2 separate regions of the Oryctolagus cuniculus genome follow, and region 1 is linked to region 2. Evidence: chromatin contacts called from public Hi-C data. All regions are on one chromosome and are shown on one strand. Each heading gives the region's core, a stretch centred on a gene start, on an enhancer-like site or on the middle of the called end of the contact. The rest is flanking DNA. Distances are from core to core; before and after follow the strand shown.

Region 1 (7,477 bases), core at 1,848-4,347, 750 kb after region 2:
CACTAGTTGCCTTTGGGAATGTAATGGAATTGAGTGTGAATTTGTTTTAACTTTTTTTCTGGAAAATCATGCATGTATATACACACACACATATATAAATGGGTATGTATCAATTAAAAATTTAAAAACTATTTTAGATTTAAATGTAAAGAATAAAGCCATTAAAGTAGTACATGAATATGCGATCTTATATGAAAAAGAAAAAACTTTGGATGCACAAAAGCAATGTAAAAAAAGGATAAAAGCAACTATTTCCAGAATTAACTACATTAAATGCTCTGGTGAAAAATAGACAGAATTTAAAAGGTAAACAAAAACTGAATGATAGAGGAGAGTGTTTGGCTCAGTGGTTAAGACGCTGCTTGGGATGCCTGCATTCCCATTTTGGAGTAGCTGGGTTCTAGTCCCAGCTCCAGCTGCCAGTGCCAGCTTCCTGCACACCTTGGGAAGCAGTCTCTGGAGGTTCACATTCCTATGGCCGGGAAACTGGGATGGAGTGCCTAGCTCCCAGCTTCAGCCTGGTCCAGTCCTGCCTGCTGTGTACATCTGGGGGAGTCAAACCGCGACGGGAGATCTCTCTGTCTCCTTGCCTTTCAAATAAATACAATAAAAGTATTTTGAAGGGTGGAATAATAATTCAGCACCAACTGTAACTAAGGATCAAATCCTTTATATTATAAAGGATGAAAATGTCTCAAATAAGATCACCTGCAAAAAAGTAAGAAAAAGCAAATACAAGTCCTGACCCTTCAGCCCACGCTGTAGGCAATGGAATGCACTTCGGGCATTGGCATCCCGTATCCTTATGAAAGACTACGTAATAGGCCAAGGCGGCAGAGCACCGCTCAAGTGGGCAAGCTTGGAGCAGGCCCTCCTGCAAGGGCGGGCGAAGCCGGCGCTCTACCTAACCCGCCTGTCCATCATGCCCCTCACCGACACCGTCCAGAACCCGAGTTCCTGCCTGGCTTGCAATCTCTTCTCTTTCGGATTCCTCTTTGAGGATGCATTTAGGCCTGCCCCCTCAGAAAGGAGAAGGCCAGGTACAAGAAGTCCAGGGTTTCCACAGGTGGCTCCGGGCCCGCGGGGAAGCCCGGTGCTTGTCACATTTCCACCTATGAGGCTTTCACTACCCCGTGCGTCACACGGCGCCCCCCGGGGTGTCACTGCTGCTCTCTCTTCCTCTAAAGGCAAAGGGCATCACGGCGCCTGACCCAGCCGCAGAAGGAAACTGAAAATGAAAGAAATGACTTCTCCAAAGTCACCCGGACACCAGCCACCAACCAAGCGACGGAGCACTGGCCTGAAGACCGCTGGGTTGATGAGGAACGCCTTGCAGGCCACCGAGCTCCAGAAAGAACGGGACCCCAAGACCCTAAGTGGCGTGACTTTCCTTGGTGAGAAGGCCATTGCCGGAAGCCCCACCCAACGCAGGAAAGTCCCAGGGTCTCTCCTGACGTCATGCAGATCAAAGGGGCGACCCTGTACCTGTAACAGTGTGGTGGTCGGGTTGATCCGAGACAGTGGTGAACTGTCTTCAAGTACTTACTTAGCTCCAGGAACACGTAGCGGACACGGACACAGAACGAGTGTGCTGGGCTTACCCACAGACAGCCTGTCCTCGTCCGGGAACACTTCGAGATTCCTCTCCAGGAGAAGTTCGACAGCCCCAGCCTCTTGTAATACTTTCCTGGGTCACACGTGCCGCAAAGCTGAGGCTGAATGCTGGGAGTTAAACTTTTCAGCTCTAGAATGAGCGAAGGCTAACAAGGCTCAGGGGTTGGAACGGAAACCCCAGTGATTCTGAAGAGAGGAAAAGAGAGGCCTCTTGCTTATTACGGTACAGTGCTGAAGACAACTGTGGACTAAAATGAGGCTTTAAAGAAAAATAAAGAGGGTTTTTCAAATGTGTGGCGAAATAGAAGTGACACTAACCTGGGAGACAGCTGTGCTCTCCTTCCTCCTCTGCCACCAATTAGATGTGTGCTGAGGGCACTCCCTTCCTGGGAGCTGTAACTTTGTAAAACAAGAGCTTACCCGGTCACTGAACAGCCCTACTTCCGAGGGCGCGTGGGCCATCTGAGACACAGCCGTGTGGACCTGATCCTCTCCACTGCTGCCGTTCAGGCTATAGCCCTCAGCTGCCACTGAAATGCCCAGTGAAAGCATCCGCAGCATGGCTGGTGACGCTGTGAGACAAGCCAGGAGTTAAGACACACAGAGTGGTTTCCGTTCCACTGTGTTTCAGTGATATTCACCATGCTAGCAATCTAAGACAGTCTCTCTTTGCAAATAGAGAGACTACTATAACAGAGTACAGTCCATCCAATGACTTTCTGCCATCTGCGAGGGAGGTGGCAGGCCCCAGACAGCTGTGGAAGGGACCTTCAACTTGAATTTTCTAACAGTAACAGGCATAAGCAGATTGGTCCTTGGAATTAGGCTTTCTTAGAGTGGCATTAACATGAATTCACGTCCCCTAAACTCGTACCAGCAGATACGGTAAAAATGGCTTTATCCCTAGAGTAATTAATCCATGTAGCAAAGAGATCCTGAAGGTGCTGCCAGCAATCTTAGGATAATTGAGATCTGACAGCAAATAAATGCTGTGGATCAGGACAGCTTTTGCTACCCCAAAGCCCCAAAGTGAGGACCGCCTTCCAAAAGCTCAGCATCCAAAACTTGTTTATCCCCTTTTGTGGCGAGCCCATCATCCTGGACTGCAAACCCTACACTCCCCGCGCCCCCATGATACCCATTCAGGGCAGTGACCCCAGTTGGCAACCAGGAGCCGCATGGACTGCGGTCAAACACCCAGATGAAATGCAAACTGCAGCTGATGGCCTGGCCTTTCGGGTCAGTGGCTGCTGTGCACAGCTCTCTCCCAGCCTCCTGAAGCTCAGATGCCAGCCCGATTTCTATCTGGAAATGTCCCAGCCCCAACATGGAACAAAAGTTCCCTCTGACAAGCGCATTCGGGTTCCAAAGTATGTTTTTATGTTTGTTGGCAAATAGAACTGTCACCAGCCACAATAACAACACTGTTTTCCCTCGACTGAAGCTACTTCATTTCTTCACATTTGTTCCAGGGCTGGAGCTGGACAGATGAATAATGTAGGCTAGGCGGCTGGCCCAAATCCTGACCTCGTGCCTCCAAAAGCAAACACAGAGGTGAAAATGGAGACTTGTTTGTTTGAACTCCCACTGCCTAATGTTAAAAAGAAAGAGAAAGAAGGAAAACAAACCTCCCACCATCCTATTTCACTGAGGGTTTTTGTTTTGTTTTTCTTTTCTTTTTTCATTTTTCACTTTTTCTAAGAAGGAACTACAGCCCTCTACTGGTGTAAGGAATAAAGCCAGTTTCTCAATTGTCAAGGTTACTCTGCCATCTTGTGGCCATGTTAGGGTGGCTCAAGGCCAGATAAGATCTTATCTCAAGTTTTATAACATATGGCTGGGTCAGGTCTTTGGAGAATTTTTTACAGAATTTAGATAGATTTTCACTTAAGACATCTCATGAATATATGTTACATTTTGGGGGGAAAACTTAGATGTTTGGAGTTAACATTTTAGCTTTAAGATTTTTGTTTTATTTTTGAGAGGCAGAGTTATAGACAGAGAGGGAGAGACAGAGAGAAGAGTCTTCCATCCACTAGTTCATTCCTCAAATGACCACAATGGCTGCAGCTGGGCTGACCCAAAGCTAGGAGCCAGGAAGTTCTTCCAGGTCTCCCACATGGGTGCAGGGACCCAAGCACTTGGGCCATCTTCCACTGCTTTCCCAGGCCATAAGCAGAGAGCTGGATCGGAAGAGGAGCAGCCAGGACTAGAACCAGCACCTATATGAGATGCCAGCCCTGCAGGCAGAGGCTTAGCCCACTATGCTACAGCACAGGCCTCTAGAATTTTAGCTTTATATTCAAGCACTAAACAGCTACTTGTGGCAGCATGCTTGAGCAAGTCATTTCATTTACGTGTGTGTGTATATGTATGTATTTGTTTTTATTAAAAGGCAGTGAGAGGCCGGCGCCGCGGCTCAACAGGCTAATCCTCCACCTTGCAGCGCCGGCACACCAGGTTCTAGTTCCAGTCAGGGCGCCGGAATCTGTCCCGGTTGCCCCTCTTCCAGGCCAGCTCTCTGCTGTGGCCAGGGAGTGCAGTGGAGGATGGCCCAAGTGCTTGGGCCCTGCACCCAATGGGAGACCAGGAGAAGACCTGGCTCCTGCCATCGGATCAGCGCGGTGCACTGGCCGCAGCACGCCTCCGCAGTGGCCATTGGAGGGTGAACCAATGGCAAAGTAAGACCTTTCTCTCTGTCTCTCTCTCTCACTGTGCACTTTGCCTGTCCAAAAAAAAAAAAAAAAAAAAAAAGGCAGTGAGACATAGAGGGAGATAGAGCAAGATCTTCCATCCATTGATGTACTCCCCAAATGCCCACAACAACCAGGGCTGAATATGCCAATTCCAGGAGCCTGGAACTCAGTCTAGGTTTTTACATGGGTGTCAGGGACCCAAACACCTGATCCATCACCTGTTGCTCCCCCGGTGCACATTAACAGAGGCTAGATAAGAAGTGGCAGAGCCAGGACTTGAACTAGCCACCCTGAAATGGAAGGTGGTTGTCGCAAGAAGCAACTTAGCCACTGCACCACACCTCTGCCCGTTATCATTTTAGTTCTATGAACCTGTTTTCTTATCTGTAAAATGGAAATCATAATAAATGTTTGACTCTCAGGGTTTTAAGAAGTTGAATGAGATAATGTGAATAGAAAGAGACTCATGGAGGTGATAAGCATGTTCACAGAAACATGTTAAACATGCATAGACGAGTGGAATCTGTAATCACACTCGGTAAAACTTCAGGAACACAAACCTACTGAGGCAGGCATTGAGGCACAGTGGGTTAAGCCAGCACTTAGGATGCCTGCATCCATATTGGAGCATCGGTTCAAGTCCTGGCTACTCCACTTCCAATACAGCTCTCTACTAATGCACCTAGGAAACAGTAGATGATGATCCAAATAGTTGGGTTCCTGGGAGACCTGGGTCAAGCTCCTGGCTCCAGGCTTGGGACCAGCCCAAGCTGTTGTGGCCATTTGGGAATGAACCAGTGGATGGAAGGTATCTCTCTGATTCATTTTCATTCTCTCTCGCGCACCTCTCATTCTTTTTTTTTTTTTTTTTTTTTTGACAGGCAGAGTTAGAGAGAGAGAGAGAGGGAGAGAGAGACAGACAGAGAGAAAGGTCTTCCTTTTTCCGTTGGTTCACCCCCTAAGTGGCTGCTACCACCAGCGCACCGTGCCAATCCGAAGCCACAAGCCAGGTGCTTCCTCCTGGTCTCCCATGTGGGTGCAGGGCCAAAGCACCTGGACCATCCTCCACTGCACTCCCCAGCCACAGCAGAGAGCTGGACTGGAAGAGGGGCAACCAGGACAGAATCCGGCACCCCAACCGGGACTAGAACCCGGTGTGCCGGCACCGCAGGTGGAGGATTAGCCTAGCGAGCCACGGTGCCGGCTCTTGCCTCTCATTCTATCTTTGAAATAAATCATTTTTAAAAAGAGAAGGAAGAGAAGAAGAAATAGAATCCTGTTTTGGTGTCTAATCTGCTACAGTACAGATCTCTGGCCTTAGAATAAGAAAAGAGAGGGCTTCTCCCCGTCACGTGCTTTCCTAAATGTACATATTGCCAAATACGCTCAGCTTGCACTACTCCCAGTAAGGTCCGTTTCTTCATCTTTTTTCATAGGACTCTCAAACGGATAACAGCAACCGTCTGTGAGGTTAAAGAAGTTCACTTACATGGAATTTCAAAGCGTCCACGTGTTTGGGGGCTTAGGTGTTCAGCTCCCTTGTCTTTTGGAAAAAGCCTAAGCCAGACCAGCCGCTAAAGGAGGCCACACGGGACGTCTGTGCCACACAGGGCTGACGCAAGATGACTCATCAGACACAAGATGGCTTTGGCCACTGCTTCTGTGCAGCTGTTAGGAGGAAGCCAAGAATGCCTGGTGCCAAGCTTGGGACTTGGTGTTTAAACCCAAATTTCACAGTCCTCACCTCTTGCTGAATTTCAGTTCTGCTTGGGCCAGTGGACCTGCCGACACCAAGTCTGCTAATTGGTCTCTCTCCCAGATGATGAGGTACAGCTGGCTGCAGGAACAATCATTCGGCCATGAGACAATGGCATCCCAGCCAAAGGGACAACAAATCCTTGGGTGAATGCTGAGGACTTATGACTCAGATGTCTAAGCTGTCTTCCTCTAGGCTGGGCCCCGGTACCTCCACATTCACCTTCTGTTTCCAAGTTTGGCTCACATAGACTGTTCCTCTGGAAGCCTCCATTAGGATCTGCAATGAGTCACCCGCAGCCCCGTGTATTTTAGCCAGAGAGGGATAAGGAAGACAGACGTAAACTGTCTCCAGGAGTGTCTCTGGCAGGCCTGGGGGTGGAAGTGAAAGGCCATCCCTTGGCCCTACAGAGTACATAGCTTTCTCAGCCGCCAAAGGGTGACATACCAGGACTACAAAATCAGAGAAGTGCTTGTCCCTCCTCCCACAACTCTTAGCAAGCTGCCAATCTGTGCTTGAGGACCTGAGGCTTTGTCCTTCTCAGGCCACCTCTGAAAACAAGAGGTTCTTCCTTTTTCTGTCACTAGGAGAGGGTTAGCAGTCAGGCTGTTCCCCAGGAAGGTGCGAGAAGGTGAGGATTTTCTTTAAAGCGTTTCCATATGCTTTATAAACTCTTTATGTGAGTCAGGTGAGCGTGGGAGTCAGAAGAATAGTGGCCAACATTTCACAGCTGAAGCGAGGGTTAAGGTGATTACCGGCACAGGGCTGCTGACAAAGTTAGGAGCCTTTTGTGATGGGAGGGAAAAGATAGGCCTTGGCAATTCACACCCCTGCTTTGAGTGCCAGCTATGCGTCCAGGAGACTGTGGAAGGCCTGGGGCCAGGGCTGAGGGTGTCTCCACGTGTTGAGAGTCTGGAGGCCTTCACATCCACATATTCAACAGTGACAGACCAAGGTTTACTTGTAAGACTGGAAAATCTGACAGTAAAACATTGGGGGTGGGGCAGTGCTAGCTTTAAACACAAACCAGTGAATTGACTTATTGGATTAATAAAGTTATTTCTAGAGCAGTCTTTTAGAATTATTCAAAACAATCATATTAATACAACCCAGTAGTAAAAATACTTTATCTTCTCTATCAGTTCTCAGGGAAGTTTGAGACAGGAATGGGAGATTAGGGAGTCGGGGTGTGGTTTAGGCCGAGACCAGACTCTTATCAGAGTCTGCATTTTTCAGATCATACATAAACCTCTTTCTAATGAATCACCTCAGGTTGCTAAAGTCAAATGCGACTCCAGTCCTAGCCCTTATGGCTAAGTCAGCTGTTCTCACTAAAATGGGGATGCTTGGGACAGGTGTTTGTCCTAGTGGTGAAGATGCCTGCTGGGATGCCTGAAGCCCATATCAGAGT
Region 2 (7,447 bases), core at 2,969-5,468:
TGACCGAAATTACCACCAGTGGAGCTGTCACAAATGCAGAGTGCCGTCTGCCCCGATGTGGAGCAAATGTCCCCGCTGGCCCTGATGTGGCTGAGGTTGTACTAATTTCCTCTACCCGCCCCCCTTCACAGTTTTGCTCCTGAAGCCAGCACCTTGGCCTTCATCACTCACATGTGTCTCCCAGGTTTTGCTTTTAGTTCGGAAGAAAGTCCCGATTTTCACCTGTGTCTTTGATCCCTGGCCTTACAGAGTTTGGGTTGCTTTTTTTTTTTTTTTTTTTGGTCTTTTAATAATCCCCCACCCCAACTGCTCTAAGTTACAAATGGCCAGATTTCAGTCATCAGGAGAGTAGAATGTATTATTTTTTTGCAGCCTGTCTCACTGGGGGCCGGATTCCAAGGAGGCAGCCCGTGTGCTCACAGGCCAGGAGAGCCAGGATTTCAACAGTGTCAACAATCTTTGCTCATCATACCAAAAAAGCCCTGTGTCGGTGCCGACTCATTAGCATACAGCCGTGCGGTGCTTGCTAACAAAGCAGGCTCTGGGTATCTGCTAGTTTCTCAGCCTGTCGGGCTTCCTTGACCGAAAAGAAGAAATCGCCTCAGGCAAGGATGCTGTCCGAGGATTCTCAAAGAGAGTGAGAAAGAGAGTTTTGAACTGGTTTTAAAGTAATCATCCCTTGGAGAAAGGAGACCGTCCATTCTTTGTTTTTTGTTTTTTAATTTTGTTTTAAATCGCTAAAGAGAAAAAAAAAAAACAAACCCTGGCTATCTAGTTAAAAATGATTGAACCTTGAATAATTCCTGGCCATCCCTTTAATGGTTTTATTTTGTTAAAACACCTAAAAAAATTATCTGTCTGGGCAGAGGTATACAGCGTGCCCTTCTCTCGGTCTGTCTCTATCCCTCTTTTGTTGGGGGGATGGAGGGAAGAAGAAACGTACAAGCAGATGTGCTGCTAGATCTACAGGCTTCTGCCAACCATATGGCATCTTAAAGAAAGATGGTTGGAGCGTCTGGATTAGCAAAGAGTCGGGATGGGAAGCCATGTGTCGTGTTGGTACAGGCAGTTGTTTGAGCTCTCTCTAAATGGCTTCAGGAGATTGTGTAATGGAACAAATGGTCCTGCGAGCCCAGGAACAGCCTTGCCGCTGCTGGAGAGGCAATTGGCCCTCGGGCGGGTGCTGCTCCCCTTGCTCCCCCAGTGTTATGTTTTCTTCTTCAGTGTTCTTCCGACTCGCAGGATTGACTCAGAACTTGTCCATTTAGAATTATGCTCTGGGTTCTCCCGCCTCTATGTCCGGGTGAATGCTCTCTCCCTAATTTGGTAATTAATAATGTCTTCCTCAGTATCTGCTCCCTCAGCCCTCGGCAGGGGGTCCAAGCTCAGCCTCTGACAAAGGAGGTTATCCAGCTATTTGGGGGGGATGTGTCCCTCCCACCAGAGTTTCCAGAAACCCTAGGAGATGGAAAACCTTTCATTTCTTAGTGAGCTGAGTTTTATGAGATCCTTGGTGTTGAACACATAAGAGGTATGTCTCCTCACTGTTTGGGGGCCTTGTGTGTATCATTTACACACACACACACACACACACACACATACAGTAACTCCATTACAGTGAACTCATTGGACTGCCATTTACTAAGCAATTTGAGACCTCAGGACTGTCCTCCCTAATACAAAATGTAGACACAAGTTTGAGAATTGAGACACTGTGATGCTGGCAGCACGTTGGCAGTATTTCAGCTATGGTCAAGTCCTCAGACCATTCTTGTTTTGAGAGGCCAGAAGCAGAAGATGCCCTGAGACCTTGCAGGCAGTGCAGATCTGCTGAGCTTGCTGTCTTAGCCTAGCTGCGTGGACAGTCCACCTACATTCTAAGTCAGACGGATCTTATCTTCTGGTAGTTTCATTGTGCATGCAGTGCAACGTCTTTAGCTGCTAGAAAAGTTAGCGGTTAAAACTTACCTCCACCTTCCTGGAGTAAGATAGCAAGTGTATCACAAATTGTGCTTATGGAAGACGAAGTGGCTCCGCTCATGGATTTGTTCAGAGAACCTGACATCAAATAAGTTTGAATTAGGTGGTCAGTGCGGGTCAGTGAGGGCTGGCTGCTTAGTGCCTGGTTTAGGCTGCACATTATGCGAGCAGAGTGCACTGAATACCAACACCTTCTTTCTCATAGGCAATGACTCTAACTACACAGGTCACCATAATGGGAGCAACTAGGAAATGCAGCATTTGGGATGAATATGAGTTACCTGTGCTCAACTCTAGGAAATAGGAGGCTAGCCATGTCTGTTATGGCTTCCCTCAAAGCGACTTGGAGCAATGAAAATACATTCTAATTTATTTACTGCATAATGATGCAAAGCCTTCTCAAAAAGAGAAATGAAAGCTACAGAATGGCTGACTGGGCTCCAGTAGGAGAAAAGGGCACAGAACCTAGAAATGGGAATGTGTCTTCAGACTGTCATCATTTGGATGCACTTGCAGCTCAGGCAAGCAAGTTTTACTATCTTAAAGTCATCTGAAAAAAAAAGCATCCAAAGACTGTTAGTCTTCATTGATAACTGTTTTCTGCAAGGATAAGATGTCACTCAGAAATTTCAAATAAAGCACTGTTTCCTTTTTGTGCATTCTTTGTATTTAAAATTTTATTCTTCTAGATTTGAAACACTGCTTTTCTAAAGAGCTCATTTCTTACTGCACATGTGAAGTGTTAGAGTATTCCTACTTTGTCCTCTGAGTCTGAGATCTGTGTGGGGGTGGAGTGTCTATGGAAAGCATAATTTTGATTGTTATCTACCACATGGAAGAAATTACCACTTTACTCTCTTTTACCTTCCAAGTGTACAGGGTCCCAAATTTGTCAGCCTTAGAATCTCTTGAAACAATGCAATTAAACTGCAACATATTTCCTAACATTCTTAATTAAGACAGTGACTGAAAAATGTAGATTAACAGAAGTTACTGTTTTTATCAACATATTTTCTCTCTTTCCCGCCACCATCACATCCTCCTTCCCCCACCCCTTTTTGCTTTAAATGTCTGATGTCAGTTTCGTCCACATGTACATTATGCACATGGCACTGAAGAAACAAAGTAAAAAATTCTCTTTTAATTCTGAGCTGCATGCCCAGCGCCACATGCACTGTCTGTTACATGTCGCTTCTTATGAGGTTCATGCTGGGAGTTTCTTTTTAAAGGCAAAGTGTTTCTGAAGGAAAGAGTTCAGGTTGGGCAGATTGTGTTAGAAAAATCGCACTGCCTCCGAGTGGAATTAATACACTGATTCTTCTGTGCAGGCTCAAACTGGCAGCGTGTGCAAAAGTTCAAGAGTGTCTGGGAATTGAAATATGGAGGAGAAATCGGGAGAGGGAGCAGAGACAAAGAATTGGAAGTAGGGCTCAGAAGTGAAACTCATGGTAACTTTGTAAAGAAAGGGAGAGAATTCAAGTATGAACTGGGTCATAAAGCAGTTCTGGCTGACAGTATTGTCATCACGAAGTCCTGTTTTCCCTAGCACATTTTAGGACTGATCTTAAAATTCAGTGTAGCTATTGGGATGGAGGTGGGGGCAATGCCATACCCAGCACCTTTTCACCCACCTTGTTTGAGTCCTTGCTAGTTTCAACTAAGTCCCATGAGAAGCATAACCTCTAATGTAGAAATCAAAACAGGCTGTAATACTCCCTTGGCCTATAGGCCAAGATTTTTCCCTCTTTAATTAAAATTTGAGTCCTTCCTGATCATCAACAAACAGCGTTTCATTTATTTGTTTACAAATAAGGAATTAAAAAGTAAGATGAGCAAATACAACCACGCAGCACCTTTCTCATCACGAGGAAATCAACCTTTCTCCTGATTTCTTCTCAGGGGAAAGAAATTGGGACGTGAGCGTGGAGTTAATGAAGCTTTCACCCATCTCCCTCCCTCAACTGCCATCTCTCTTTAATCCTCTCCTGCTGCCAAAGTCCAGAGGCCCGTTGAGCCCCCGCGGAGTCTCCCGAGCCAGATGCTCCGCACCCAGCCTCCCGCCCCCCACCGTCTGAGCTCGCCGCCCTCCAGGTGCGGGGCGCCTGCCCCGAGGAGGTTCGGGGCCCTCCCGGGGGACGGCAGGACGCCGGGCAAGCCCGGGCCGCCGAGTGTCCAGAGGCGGAGCCGGCGGGAGGTCGGCACGGGCGGGGAGACCCGGCGCGCGGCGGCGCTCAGAGCTGGAGCGCGGAGCTGCCGCGGAGTGGGGCGCCTCCGGCCCAGAACGCGCTCCGAGGTGGCCCGAGAGCAGGTGCTGGCGTGCCGGAGGCACTCGCGGAGCCCTGTTGTCTGCTCAGCCTGCAGAAGCAGTTGCCCAGCCTGGGGTAGCATACCGGCTGGGAGTTCCCGGGACGCGGCGTGGCACTGCAGGGCTGTGCTCCGTGCGCTCGCGGAAAAGCTGAATACGGGAAGGGCTCGTCCGGAGCGCGCACAGCCGCTCCCTAACTCCGTCAAACTTAAGACTTAAGCATTCTACTGGCAAGCAGCGGGAGGGGGGGAAATATTCTACCTTCTGTTTGGCAGTTGCTCTTTTTCTGAAGCAGGAAATTCTCTGTGTGGATGACTCAGTACACGGGTACTCCCACTGCCACATGGGTCAGGGGCTGGGGAGACGGTCGGAATCCTGCCCGTGCATCTTTTAAAATGGGAGTCTGCAGCCGGTGGGCATGGAGCTGCCCCCCCAGCCCACCAGGCCCTGTGGCCCCTCTCCTCCTACTGTGCTTTCCGTCAGGACGGCTGCTTGTACTGCCCTGGAACCTAATTTCTCCCAAAACAACCACCAAGGAACCGGCACCTAGGAATTAAACCCTACGTGATTTAACATGAAAGGTGGAGCAGGGGTTCTTTGTGAAATCTGGGAGCTGGGGCCTGTGCAGGGAGGGACTGCCTACTGTCCCCTGGAGCAGACCCAGATGAAAGTCTCGCCTTCCCTTTCCCTTCTGTCCCTCTTATTCAGGAAATCTTAATTTAGGAGAAAATGAGGATTCTGTTCCACAAGGAACACTGTGTCTTGTCGCTGGAGCACGCTGCTGCTCCTCTAAGGCTCCCTTGCTATCCATCTCAAGGACTGCACGTCTTGTGCACATAGATACTTTCTGGTTGGAACACCTAAAAGCTGATTGATGACAGGGAGGTGGTACTGAACTGGCATATCCCAGAGGAGTCTTCCTATGTGTTCTCTTTGCCATCTTCCTCAGTGCCACAGTGATTCCCTGGGCTACCCGAGCACTGTGTTAGCTTGAGATGATAAAACAAAACAAAACAAAAGGAGAAAGGACTGCTGGAAGCCTTCACTGATTCTTTTGCCACTCGTTAAAATTCAAAAATTTGCAGCCCAAATATTAAAAAATTGACTTAGTTCATTTCTTCTCCCCCACAGTGGCATGTAACTGGGCAGAATCGGGCTCTTCTGCTGGAGCCCGCTGGAAACCAAAATGAGCCCTCCAGCAGGCCTAATCACTCTGATCTGTCATGGACCTTCTAGCTGGAAGAGTTATGCCATCATATAATCCCAACACTCAGCACCGTGTGGAGGACCCCCTTTTACTAAATGATTTATTACTCTTAGCAGAATTCCTTTGGCGGCAGATTTTATTTCTGAGTCACTCTGTTCAGCTCAATTGGTCGCCTTCAGTTACCGTGGCAACCAGCAGATGGGGTTCTTTGACAAGGGTCAGCAGGGAGGCTGTGTCGGTATAGAGGGAAGAGAAGCTAAATAAAAAAGCTTTCGGCATTGACAGTTCTGTAGTAGATGTCCAGGAGTTGTTATCAAATTACTTGCATTAAAACCTAATTAAGATGTGTGCCAGTAAGTGCACTGTAGTGACTGAATCTGGTTATTACTTAGCTGCCATGGGCTCACTCCTATTCCATCGTACCTCTGTGACCAATTTGGCTATCCCAGGGATGGTCAGCAATGAAGGAAACCGAGGAGGAGCTCACAACAGTGGGGGGCTCCAAACGCTCCAGAACCCCTCTCAGAGGGCTTTGGTCTTGGGAGCACCACGAGGACCTCACTAGAACAGAGTCTTTCTGAAAACACAGCCCTGTCCATGAACACCTGTTAGAGGGTATCTGAGCAGGACTGCCCTGCATCTTATAGCTTTGTATCTTTAAGACGGTTGTTGCTTTAATTGCAAATAGCACTCATCCCAATGAAACGGGTCTTTGGCTCTTCCCAGTTGCAGAATCCATAAATCCACAGAGGTGGGACAACTAAGTGCAAAGGATATTTTCTGTAGAAGAGGAAAGGGATATTATTAGGTCACTTGGCAAAACCAGAATTCAGTAGGTTAACTAAAAGCATTATATTGATATTAAATTCACTGTAGTAGATAGTATGCCATAAGAGAAGATTTTGTAAGAGGAGATCTTTATACACAGGAGGTACACTGCTGCATCTAGGAGAAAAAGGGCAATGGTATATGCAACTTGTTCTCAAAGGTTCAGAAAAAAGTACTATATACTTGTATACACACGAAAAAGTATAATAAATAAAATGGGGCAAAATTAACACAACAGCTGAATTCAGTTCAGCGATATGTGGGTATTCTTGGAAATTTTTGTCAGTTTAGCATTATTTCCAAATAAACCAAAAGGATTCATACCTTTGGGATGAGGGAAGGATATGATACATAAAGCAATGTGGGCTTTTCTGCTAGTGCTTCTGTATGGCCTTAAGCCCAGTGCAGCCTGGATCCTACTCTGTGATGATTCTGATTTTCAGCAATTTCCATTCCTCTGCCCCATTTTCTTTGAACAATGGGCCGCAGTTGCCATGACTCTGCTTTTTTTTTTTTTTTTTCAAAAGAGCTGGTTGAGGTAACTCAAGCTTGAGACAGATGGTCTTCTAGGTTCTTTAAGATCCAAGATTCTTAGGGCAGGCATTTGACATAGGGGTTAAAATGCTGCTTAAGATGCCTGCATCCCATATCCTTGTGCCAGGGTTCAAGTCCTGCCTCAGCTTCTGATTCCAGCTCCCCAGTAATGTGTACCTTGGGAGGCAGCTGATGATGGCTCAGGGTGGAGTTCTTTTAAAGTGGCTTGGATCCTGAGGCTGGCACTGCGGCTCACTAGGCTAATCCTCCACCTGCAGCACCGGCACCCCGGGTTCTAGTCACGGTTGGGGCGCAAGATTCTGTCCCGGTTGCTCCTCTTCCCGTCCAGCTCTCTGCTGTGGCCCGGGAAGGCAGTGGAGGATGGCCCAAGTCCTTGGGCCCCTGCACCCGCATGGGAAGACCAAGAAGAAGCACCTGGCTCCTGGCTTCAGGCAGCCATTTCGGGGGGTGAACCAATGGAAGGAAGACCGTTCTCTCTGTCTCTCTCTCTCTCTCACTGTCTAACTCTGCCTATCAAAAAAAGTGTCTTGGATCCTCAGCAATTTTTTAAAATGTTTATTTATTTTCATCTA

Evidence for each region. A called contact is a pair of places that touch in the nucleus more often than the background predicts.
Region 1: a contact with region 2 is called in a Hi-C map of embryonic fibroblasts, with 2.8 times the contacts expected there. The contact joins two enhancer-like sites. A contact is called at or near these places in 2 of 6 Hi-C or Micro-C datasets (ear pinna and embryonic fibroblasts).

Annotation. Positions count from the first base shown.
Region 1 is chr13:64,275,079-64,282,555 of mOryCun1.1, forward strand. No RefSeq gene overlaps it. Among named protein-coding and RNA genes, the nearest start is that of SPMIP3, 22 kb to the right of the region's middle. Within about 2 kb of position 3,098, at least 1 of the 8 cell types and tissues checked has an H3K27ac peak or open chromatin away from gene starts, as enhancers often do.
Region 2 is chr13:63,525,638-63,533,084 of mOryCun1.1, forward strand. The region is part of intron 15 of SDCCAG8 (SHH signaling and ciliogenesis regulator SDCCAG8); the gene reads left to right. Among named protein-coding and RNA genes, the nearest start is that of CEP170, 240 kb to the left of the region's middle. Within about 2 kb of position 4,219, at least 3 of the 8 cell types and tissues checked have an H3K27ac peak or open chromatin away from gene starts, as enhancers often do.